Linked DNA regions of Mus musculus: region 2 is linked to region 1. A link is a contact called in public promoter capture Hi-C data. All regions are on one chromosome and are shown on one strand. The core of a region is the stretch at or near the end of the contact, and the rest is flanking DNA. Distances in the headings are between cores, read along the strand shown.

What was found. Promoter capture Hi-C pulls out the DNA fragments that hold promoters and counts their contacts.
Region 2: a contact with region 1 is called in a promoter capture Hi-C map of pre-B cells, with 4 times the contacts expected there. The contact joins the promoter of Vps36 here to the promoter of Ap3m2 in region 1. A contact is called at or near these places in 4 of 39 promoter capture datasets (liver, neutrophils, pre-B cells and 1 more), 4 of 484 Hi-C or Micro-C datasets (Th1 cells, embryonic stem cells and erythroblasts) and 5 of 115 datasets of contacts at active chromatin or transcription factors (astrocytes, double positive thymocytes, effector CD8 T cells and 2 more).

Annotation. Positions count from the first base shown.
Region 1 is chr8:22,803,138-22,808,026 of GRCm38.p6, reverse strand. Ap3m2 (adaptor-related protein complex 3, mu 2 subunit) reads left to right here and starts at 2,373. Exons shown (of 9, transcript NM_029505.3): 1 at 2,373-2,451; 2 at 3,925-4,267. The coding sequence starts at 3,995.
Region 2 is chr8:22,190,848-22,195,736 of GRCm38.p6, reverse strand. Vps36 (vacuolar protein sorting 36) reads right to left here and starts at 2,904. Exons shown (of 14, transcript NM_027338.2): 1 at 2,771-2,904. The coding sequence starts at 2,866.

The sequences.
Region 1 (4,889 bases), core at 1,124-3,623:
TGTGGAAGCCGCAAGTTTCTTTTTTAGCCAGGATGGTTGGGTCCAGAGAGCCTGTCCCCGCAGGCTCAGCAGCGCCACCTTCCGTGGCCAAGAGCGCACTGCCCAGTCCGCCGCTGCGCAAAAGCTCCGTGGGACTCCCTATTGTCGCTTTTCTAGTGGCGTTCACATTTGAACAGCTAGAGCTTTCTTGGCTGAAAAGACAGAATGGTTATGTAAACAATCAAGATGATTTGTTTTGTGTTTCAGATGGTTATTTTCAATGATTATGCACTTTCAAAGAACTTGTATTTTTGATGAAATTCTCAATATTTACTTTGTCTATTCTATGAAGGAACTTTTTAAAAAATAAAAAAAAATCTATAGCGCCAGAAAAAAAAAATCTTTGGCTGCCACGTGAATTTGGGAGTTGGGAGGTTCTTATAGGTCCACACGCCTATAAGCTGTCTGAGGAATCCTAGAATGAGGACAGATGGAGCTTACAAGATCTGTCTGGGGAACTGGGCGTGGGGGGGAGTACAGCCTAAGAGAATAGATCAAGAGAGAGAAGGCGGAACAGTGTGCAGAGAAAAATAGGCTGGTGTCTGTGTGCTGAGGAGCATAGGACGAGTTATACAAAGTCACATTTCCGCGTCTGGTCTGTGGGAGGGAGTGGTCACGGTCTTCCTTACATTGTACTTAATAAAGGCAGATGCTGAAGGGAATTCTGGGGCAGCTGCGTCACATCTCACTGAGTCAACTTTTAACAAAACTTGAAAACTCATTCTCAAATGATAAAAAGGCCACCTGTAACACTCAGGCAATGCTAAGTAAGCCACGCAGAGAAAAGGAAACCCAGGAGGTGACTTGACAGAGGAAGTTTTTCTGGTCTTCACTTCTAGCTACAAAAAAACCCACATTTGATGAACAGGAAGCAGCTGGGTCTGGCACACAGTAGACAAATGTTTGCAAAGCAGAGGTTTGGTTTGCTTCTGAGAGTAATCTTTATCTAAATAACTACTTAGAAACTAAGTATGTTATTTGAAAACTTCTTTTTTTTTGGACCAATCTCTTTTCTTCCTCCGGAAATCTTCTCATTTGATGACTATTTCTTCTGTAATTTCAAACGGGACGTATGAGGCAATGTCACAAATCGTTCTTTTTTTTTTTTTTAAGCTTTGAAATTATTTTTAAAATTTCTTCTCACACCCCTCCCCCGCGCGCGCCCGGCCCCGGGTGAGTAGCGACCAGGTGGGCAGCACAAGCCTTTAATCCCAGCACTCCGGAGGCGGGAGGCAGAGGGAAACAGTTCAAAGCTGTCCCGATCTGGAGACTTCCCGGCCAGCCAGAATTGTTCAGCGAAACTGTCTCAAGTAACAAAACGAAAGGGAAAATAAACACACACACACACACACACCCGTTTTTGCATGTATGAGGTACGCGTTTGCATTTGTGCATGGAAACACTTGTAGGAGTCAGAATATCACTCCTCACCTTCCATCTGATTTGAGGTAGGGCCTCTTGTTTTTAGGTACTGCCAGAGACCTTTCGGAGACTCATCTAGATTGGCACGACCGTCATCACCGCAGTTTGTCATTTCATCTTACAGTGTGCCCAGCAGTTTTTGCAACCCCCTTCACACTTCATCTTACCGAATGCCTCATTTTAATCTAACTGAAGATAAAATTTCCATCGGATCTCTGCTTCACACTTTCCCGAGTCACAGTAACCTGTGATCTCTTTAAATTTAAGGTGGTTTCAAAGACCTGCCCCAACACCTTCATTATCGGATCTGGGAACTGAGAGTCTGGAAGGAGAAGTCAGTCTTATCTGTCTGTCTGTCACTCTTTCTCTGCCTTGCTCCCCCCTCCCCACTACGTCTCTACTTTTCTCCCTTCCTTTCCTCTCTTGTCTTCTCCCCTCCCCTCCTTTCCTCTATTCTTCCCGGTTCTTTCCCGCTGGCTTGGAACTCCCTGTGTAGACAACAAGGTTGGCCTCGAACTCACTGAGATACTTCTGCTTGTCTCCTGAGTGCTGGGATTAAAGACCTGCGCCACAGGCCCGGCAAGCAGTCGCTTTTTAAGTGCACCTGTGTAATGGAGGTTAGTTATGATTGGTTATCTGTGATGCATTAAATTAGAAGCATCCCGGGAATCATTTTACCTTTCCGGTCACTTTCTAGCTCCCCGGAGGCCCTTTGTGACTGGATGACCGACTGTCTTCATCCTCCAATCGGGGCTTGGAGTCTCAGAGCTACACCAATTGAAGGTTACCGGACCTTCAATAAAGACCAATCGGATGCTAGAGCCTAGCAAGCGAACGGCGATCAATCAGAGCGCAGGAGCGGCAGCCGGGGAGCGGCTGGCCAATCAACGTGAGAGCGGTGAGGAGGGGGCGGAGCCTTCGTGCAAGGAGCACTGCGCAGCGCGACTGCGCTGCGGAGCCGGAACGGAGCCTGAGACCTGGTCGAAGCTGGTAGGGTTGGGCTGGGCGCGCGCGGATGGGAAGGGCTGCGTTGGGCGTCGCCTGGGAGAGAGGTACGGGAAGAGTCCCGGGCTACAAATGCCGTTGCCATGGCAACGCAGGTGCACAGTTCTGGGACCAGGGTCCCTGCTTCTGGACAGTTTTCAGGCTGGAGCCCCAAGGCCCATAGGGCCTCCAATACCCTAGGCTTGCAGGCTGCTGGGCTGCAACCTCTCGATGGCTGTCTTGGCAGCCGACGATCTGGACTCTCTCCTGGGGCACTAGGAAAACAGGTCTTAGCAATGTGACCAGTTGTGCTAGCTCAAGTCAGTTCGCTTCTAGGCCACCCCTGGGTGCAGCAAAGCTGCCTCATCCTGGAGATGTCACTGTAGACAAACTAGGGTGTCTCCAGAGATTTTTTTTTTAAGCATCCAGCGGAATGCTTTGTGCACAAATAATTCAGAGAATAGGTCCTTAGTGAATGAGTAAAGATCACAGTGGCAAAGATTCCAGGGGCTGGCTCTGCTCAGGAGAAGTAGAAAGCACATCACATATGCTGTTTCGAATAGGAATCGTGGTAAGCTAACGATAAGTTAAATTTTAATATATTTCATTTGACCCAAACATATTACCAGTATTAAATAAGTGGTAAGATATTTAAAATTGAGTCTTTTTTCCCAACCGAAGCTGTCCAGTCTCTAATCTTACAGTATATGTCAGTACTATCGGCCTCTTTTCAAATGCCCACTACCCATTTAAATAGTGCCTAACATCTTTGTTTATTTCATCTAGATTTTTTTTGTTTTGTTTTGTTTTGTTTGTTTTTTTGAGACAGGATCATGTTATGTAACCCAGGCTAGTCTCAAACTTGTGATCCTCCTGTCTTAGCTCCCAAGTGCCTGGCAAAGTCGGATTTAAAAGAAAATTAAGTATATTTATGTGCACCCATGTGAACAACAGGTTGTCACTTCTCTTCTCTCATGTTATGAGTCCCAATGAAATTGAATCCCATTGTTTGGATCGTTAGCAAGCCTCACCTGCTGAGCCATCTCACAAGCCTGAAACTAGTGTTTTAAGTGGATCTAACTCGGGCAATAATAACAGAGAACTGAAAATCTACAACAGACAAACAAATTGGCTGCTAGTTATTATTGGGAATTCAAGGGAAGAATCCTTAGGGCTCATGTAATAGTAGCAGGTATGTCTGGCCGGTGGCCTGCAGGCCACATGTGGCCCAGGACAGCTAGGAACGTTGCCCAACACAAAACGGTAAACTTCCTTAAGTCATGGGGACATTTGCTTTCCCATCTCGTTTTGTGACTTGTATGCTTCCTGAGGGTGTTTTTGTGGATGACAGTGTCGTGTTGGCAGTATCAAAAAGTTGAATGCACCAATGGGAAGAGGACTTGGGCCTGATCCTCGAACCTCTGGAAAATAAGGTTGTTTTAATTCAGTGAAAATGAGTCCAGTCTCTTTTGTTTGTAGGGTTGAAAACTAGCTGAATCCAGAGGCTCGCAGACTGAACCAGCGTTCCTCTCCCACCAGCCTCTCCACCATGATTCACAGCCTTTTCTTGATTAACTCTTCCGGAGATATTTTCCTGGAGAAACACTGGAAAAGTGTGGTCAGCCGCTCTGTGTGTGATTACTTCTTCGAGGCCCAAGAGAGAGCTACCGAGGCAGAAAATGTGCCTCCGGTCATCCCCACCCCTCACCACTACCTCCTGAGTGTTTACCGGCACAAGATCTTCTTTGTGGCTGTAATCCAGACAGAGGTCCCGCCTCTGTTTGTCATTGAATTCCTTCACCGAGTAGTGGATACATTTCAGGTTTGTAAATGTGAGAGTGTATAGAAATGTATATAAGCCATAAAAGAACCAAACCTTTGGTGGGCTGGCATTGTGTAGCCCAGGCTAGCCTGAGCTGCGTAGCCCAGCATATTTGCAGCCATCCTCCTGCCTCAGCCTTCTAGGTGCTGGGATTATAGGCATAAGCTGCCATGCCATCTTGCAAACATATTTTTATAGTACTGTCTCCATTGTTTTTAGCTTGGGTTTAGAGTATTTTTTTAAGAATCAAAACTGAGCATAGCTCATATCCTGTCTAAGTTTCTTCCTATTTTCTTAGTTGGCTGCATTCAAAAAAACCATTTGGATGCTCTGAGGTCTCTTGCGTGAGAGAGCCACCCGTTACACATGAATGCATGTTCTTTCTTAGCTTTGCTCACAATTAGAGTTCATTTATTCATGATAGATAGACAGACAGACACACAAACACACACACAGACCTTTTTTTTTTCTAGACAGGGTTTCTCTGTGTAGCCCTGGCTATCCTGGAACTCACTCTGTAGACCAGGATGGCCTCAATTTCACAGAGATCTTCTTGCCTCTACCTCTGAAGTGCTGGGATTAAAGATGTGGGCCACCACCACTTTGTGAGGTTTTTTTTAGT
Region 2 (4,889 bases), core at 1,655-4,154, 610 kb after region 1:
GTAAAATATCCATTGTATTTTATCAAATCTATGTACTATGCCAAAAGTCTTCTGGGTAGTGGTGCTAATGATTATTTCAAATTTCTTTCTTACTTTTTTTTTAAACTTGTACTTAACCAATACTTGTTTGAAAAAAAAAAAGAACTTGTCACTGACATATGTAACTTCATGCAACGCTGGCATAAATGCACTTTTTATGTTAAACCAAGCATACACAGGAACATGCCGTTTAAAAACCACATGTAACAAATAACTGACACTTTGACACACATTTTTAAACATTCTTTTTTCTAAGAATAAGATCTACCATTAGTTTAAATGCACTCCATGAAGGATATTTTCCTACTTAGGTTTCTGTTGCCATCATTAAACACCATGACCAAGAGAAACTTGGGGAGGAAAGGGTTTTCTTTCTGTGTATAGTTTATATACTCCATCCTGAAAGGAAGTTGGGGTAGGAACTTATTAACAGAAACCTACAGGCAGGAACTAAGACAGTGACCATGGCCGGCCATGGCAGAGGCAGAGGCAGGAGGATTTTCTGAGTTCGTGGCCAGTCTGGTCTACAAGGTGAGTTCCAGGACAGCCAGGGCTATACAGAGAAACCCTGTCTCGAAAAACAAAACAAAACAAAACAAAACAAAACAAAACAAAACAAAACAAAAGACAGTGAGTGACCATGGAGTTTGGTGGACTAGCTTGCCCCCTGTGGGTACTGAGCTTGCAGTTTAATACCAGCCCAGGACCACTGGTCAAGAGCAGCACTGCCCACAGTGGGCTGGGCCTCTCACAGTGGGCTGGGCCTTGCACATCAATCATTTCTAATCCAGAAAATGCTCCACCGACTTGACCACAGAAGTGGTCCTATCATCTGATAGGGACCTTTTCTCATTCAAAGCTCCCTTTTGCCAGATGACCCTGGCTTGTGTAGAGTTGACAAAACAAAACAAAAAACAAATCAAAACAAACAAAACAGCACAATATTCTACCAAAACACTTAGACAAATCAGAGAAAAGACTTTACAAGTCCAGTTTCTTCCAACAGCACTGGGAACTCACAGGTGCATCGCTGTGAGTTCGAGGCCAGCGTGGTCTGCATAGTGAGTTCCAGGACAGCCAGGGCTACATATAAGGACCCTGTCTCAAAATGGGGAGGAGGGCGGCTGGAGAGATGGCTCAGCAGTCACAAGCATTTGCTTCCTGGTCGAGGACCCAGCAGAGCACATGGCAACTCACAACAATCTTTAACTCCAACTCCAGGGGGGTCTGATACCTCTGGCCTAGGCTGACAGCTGCTCTTACAGACCCACATGTTAGGCACATAATTAAAAACGAGGAAAATGTTTAAAAATAAAAAGACGTCATGCTCAAGTACTTCTAGCATGTAATTTGGCCTAACTTTAAGTGTCTCAGCCAATCTGACTTACACAAAACCAAACAACCGAATTTAAGAATCTCTTTTTTGTTAATTAGTAAAAATTCACATTTCCAAAACAAATGTTAACTTGAAAGTGCACGATGGCCGCTCAGTGGTGGGGCACTCTTTTAATCCCAGCACTTGGGAGGCAGAGGCAGGCGGATTTCTGAGTTCGAGGCCAGCCCGTTCCACAGAGTGAGTTCCAGGACAGTCGGGCCTATACAGAGAAACCCTATAGAAAGAAAGAGAGAGAGAGAGAGAGAGAGAGAGAGAGAGAGAGAGAGAAGAAAGAAAGAAAGAAAGAAAGACAGAAAGAAAGAGGAGAAAGTGCACGATGTGCCCGTAGATCACACAGTTCTAAGAACCATTGCATTTTTCCTCTAGAAATCAAAGCTTAGGCTATACATTTAAAGCTCAAGCCAGAGTCTGTACCACTGCTGTGTCAAGGAGCAAGGGGGAATGTGAAAGGCTGTTGCTGTAGTGAAGAGATTGCTCAATCGTTCCCTTTTGGGGTCTCCCGTGGATTATTATCTCAACCTGACAGACCAGTTAGGCTGGTTTTTACTTGCTACTCAAACCCAGAACAGTCTAAGTTTACTTAAAAAGTAAATCAAACTTTACTGAAGCAGTCTCGGATAAGAGCTTGCCTCGAAAACAATAGGAAAATACCCTAAGTCAGAGCGGACCTGGGTTAGCTGTAAGCACTGACTAGGTGTATCAAACTCCAGAGCGAGGGAGGTTTCATTTCCACCACAGCGAGGAAGACAGAATGCCTCAAGTGAAAACTGGAGACTAAAAGTGCTTTTGGGGACGCGAGCTCTTTTGCCACTCCTGATTTCAGGTCGTACATTTAATTCAGGACAAGATGGCATGTGGTTTCCAGGCACAGAATACATGAATTCGTTGTTTTTCTCTTATCCTTCGCGAGCCCGGCTCTTAAGATTTAAGCTTGCATTCCAAGGCAAGGGCTCACTGCATGACTTCCTAGAACAGAACACGAAGCCTCAAGCCCACTTCCTAAAGTAATTACAAAGCAAGCAGAAAACCCCATGGGGCTGGACCCTGCTGCCTCCTTCGGAAATCCTTCCGGGCGAGGGACCCCGGCTCAGCCCAGAACAAATCATCACCGGTCCAGCAGGAGGGTGGGGACGGCGTTCCGGTGGCGCGCTCGCTCGCCACAAGGCGGAACTGTACCGTCCCGGGCTGCGACCCGCCGAGACCTCCGCTCGCCCGCGCCCCGGCTCCGCTGTCCACCGTGCGGCTGGAGCGGCGGGCCGAGGCCGGTAGCCCCAGGGCCGAGGGTGAGGCCCTGCCCAGCACGAGGGCCGCGGGTCGGCGCGGCCTCCTCCCTACCTTCTCCTCGCCGTCGTAGACGCGCACCCCGCGCTGCTGGATAACCAGGGTCTCGTTGATCTCCAGGAGGCCGCTGGTCCACACGAAGCGGTCCATGGCCGCCACCCGGCCGGCTTCTGCCGCTCGCCGGTGCTCCCGGGCTGCGAGCGGCGCTCCCTGGTGGCCGGCGGGGGTGGGGCGCCCCGACACGGACAGGCGGCGCCCCCTGGCGGCTGCCACTCGCGTGCACATTTGCTCCCCTGTCACTGCCAAACTTGTTGACATGCTTGTTAAAAGCTGTAAATAAGGACTTTTTTTTTATTTCTTCCCAAATAAGTGTTGACAGCAGAGGTTGTGTTTAATATATCTGTAACCAGCATATTATGTAATACACTCTTCTCCGGTTTTTGTTTTAGTCTAATTTTTATTACATTCTGTTTATTTTATGAGGGTTTGTGTGCGTCGGGAACATGCAAGGGCTAGCCTGTGGGAGTCAGAGGATGTTTAATGAGAGCTGCTCCTTTGACCGTGTGGATCTTGGGAGATCAAACTTAGGTTATGAGGCTTAGCAGCAGGCTCCCTTACCAGCTGAACCACCTCACCCACCTACCCACCCACCTTTAAAAAATGACCAATAGCTCCAGATAGATGGAGGTGACATGGAAATAAAGCACCAAACATGCATTTAATGCGACAGATATACATGAAGGCAATATACCCATACACATAAAAAATAATTTTCTTTTTTGTATTAATCATTTTATTCATTTACATTGGAAATTATATTCCCCCGTCCCAGTTACACGTCCACAACCCCTCATCCCATCTCCCCTTCTCCTCCGTCCCCTTTGCCTCTATGAGGGTGCTCCTCCACCCACTCACCTACTCCTGCCTACACTGGAGCATCAAACCTCCGCAGGACCAGGGGCCTCCCCTCCTATTGATGTCAGATAAGGCCATCATCTGCTACATATGGTTTACAATGGTTGGCTGAGAGCATCCCCCTCTGTATTTGTCAGGCTCTGGCAGAGCCTCTCAGGAGACAGTTATATCAGGCTTCTGTCAGCAAGCACTTCTTGGCATCCACAATAGTGTCTGGGTTTGGTAACTGTATATGGGATGGATTCCCAGGTGGGGCAGTCTCTGGATGGTCTTTCCTTCACTCTCTGCTTCACACTTTGTCTCTGTAACTCCTTCCATGGATATTTTGTTCCCCCTTCTAAGAAGGATTGAAGTATCCACACTTTGGTCTTCCTTCTTCTTGAGCTTCATGTGGTCTGTGAATTGTATCTTGGGTATTCTGAGCTTTTGGGCTAATATCCAGTTATCAGTGACTGCATACCACGTGTGTTCTTTTGTGGGTTACCTCATTCAGGATGATATTTTCTAGTTCTGTTTGCCTAAGAATTTCATGAAGTCATTATTTTTAATAGCTGAATAGTACTTCATTGTGTAAATATACCACATTTTCTGTATCCATTCCTCTGTTGAAGGACATCTGGGTTCTTTCCAGCTTCTGGCTGTTATAAATAAGGCAGCTGTGAACATAAAGGAACATGTGTCCTTGTTATATGTTGGAACATCTTTTGGGTATATGCCCAGGAGTGGTATAGCTGGGTCTTCAGGTAGAACTATTTCCAATTTTCTCAGGAACCACCAGATTGATTTCCAAAGTGGTTTTATCAGCTTGCAATCCTAACAGCAATGGATGAGTTTCTCTTTCTCTACATCCTTGCCAGCATCTGCTGTCACCTGAGTTTTCTTTTTTTTTTTTTTTTTTTTTTTTTTTTTTTTTTTTAGACAGGGTTTCTCTGTGTAGCTCTGGCTGTCCTGGAACTCACTTTGTAGACCAGGCTGGCCTCAAACTCAGAAATCTGCCTGTCTCTGCCTCCCGAGTGCTGGGATTAAAGGCGTGAGCCACCACGCCCGGTTTGAGTTTTCAATCTTAGCCATTCTGATTTGTGTGAGGTGGAATCTCTCAAATTCATCTGGAATAACAAAAAAACTCAGGATATCAAAAACAATTCTTAACAATAAAAGAACTTCTGTGGGGATCACCATCCCTGACCTCAAGCTGCATTACAGAGTAATAGTGATAAAAACTTCATGGTATTGGTAGAGTGACAGGCGGGTAGATCAA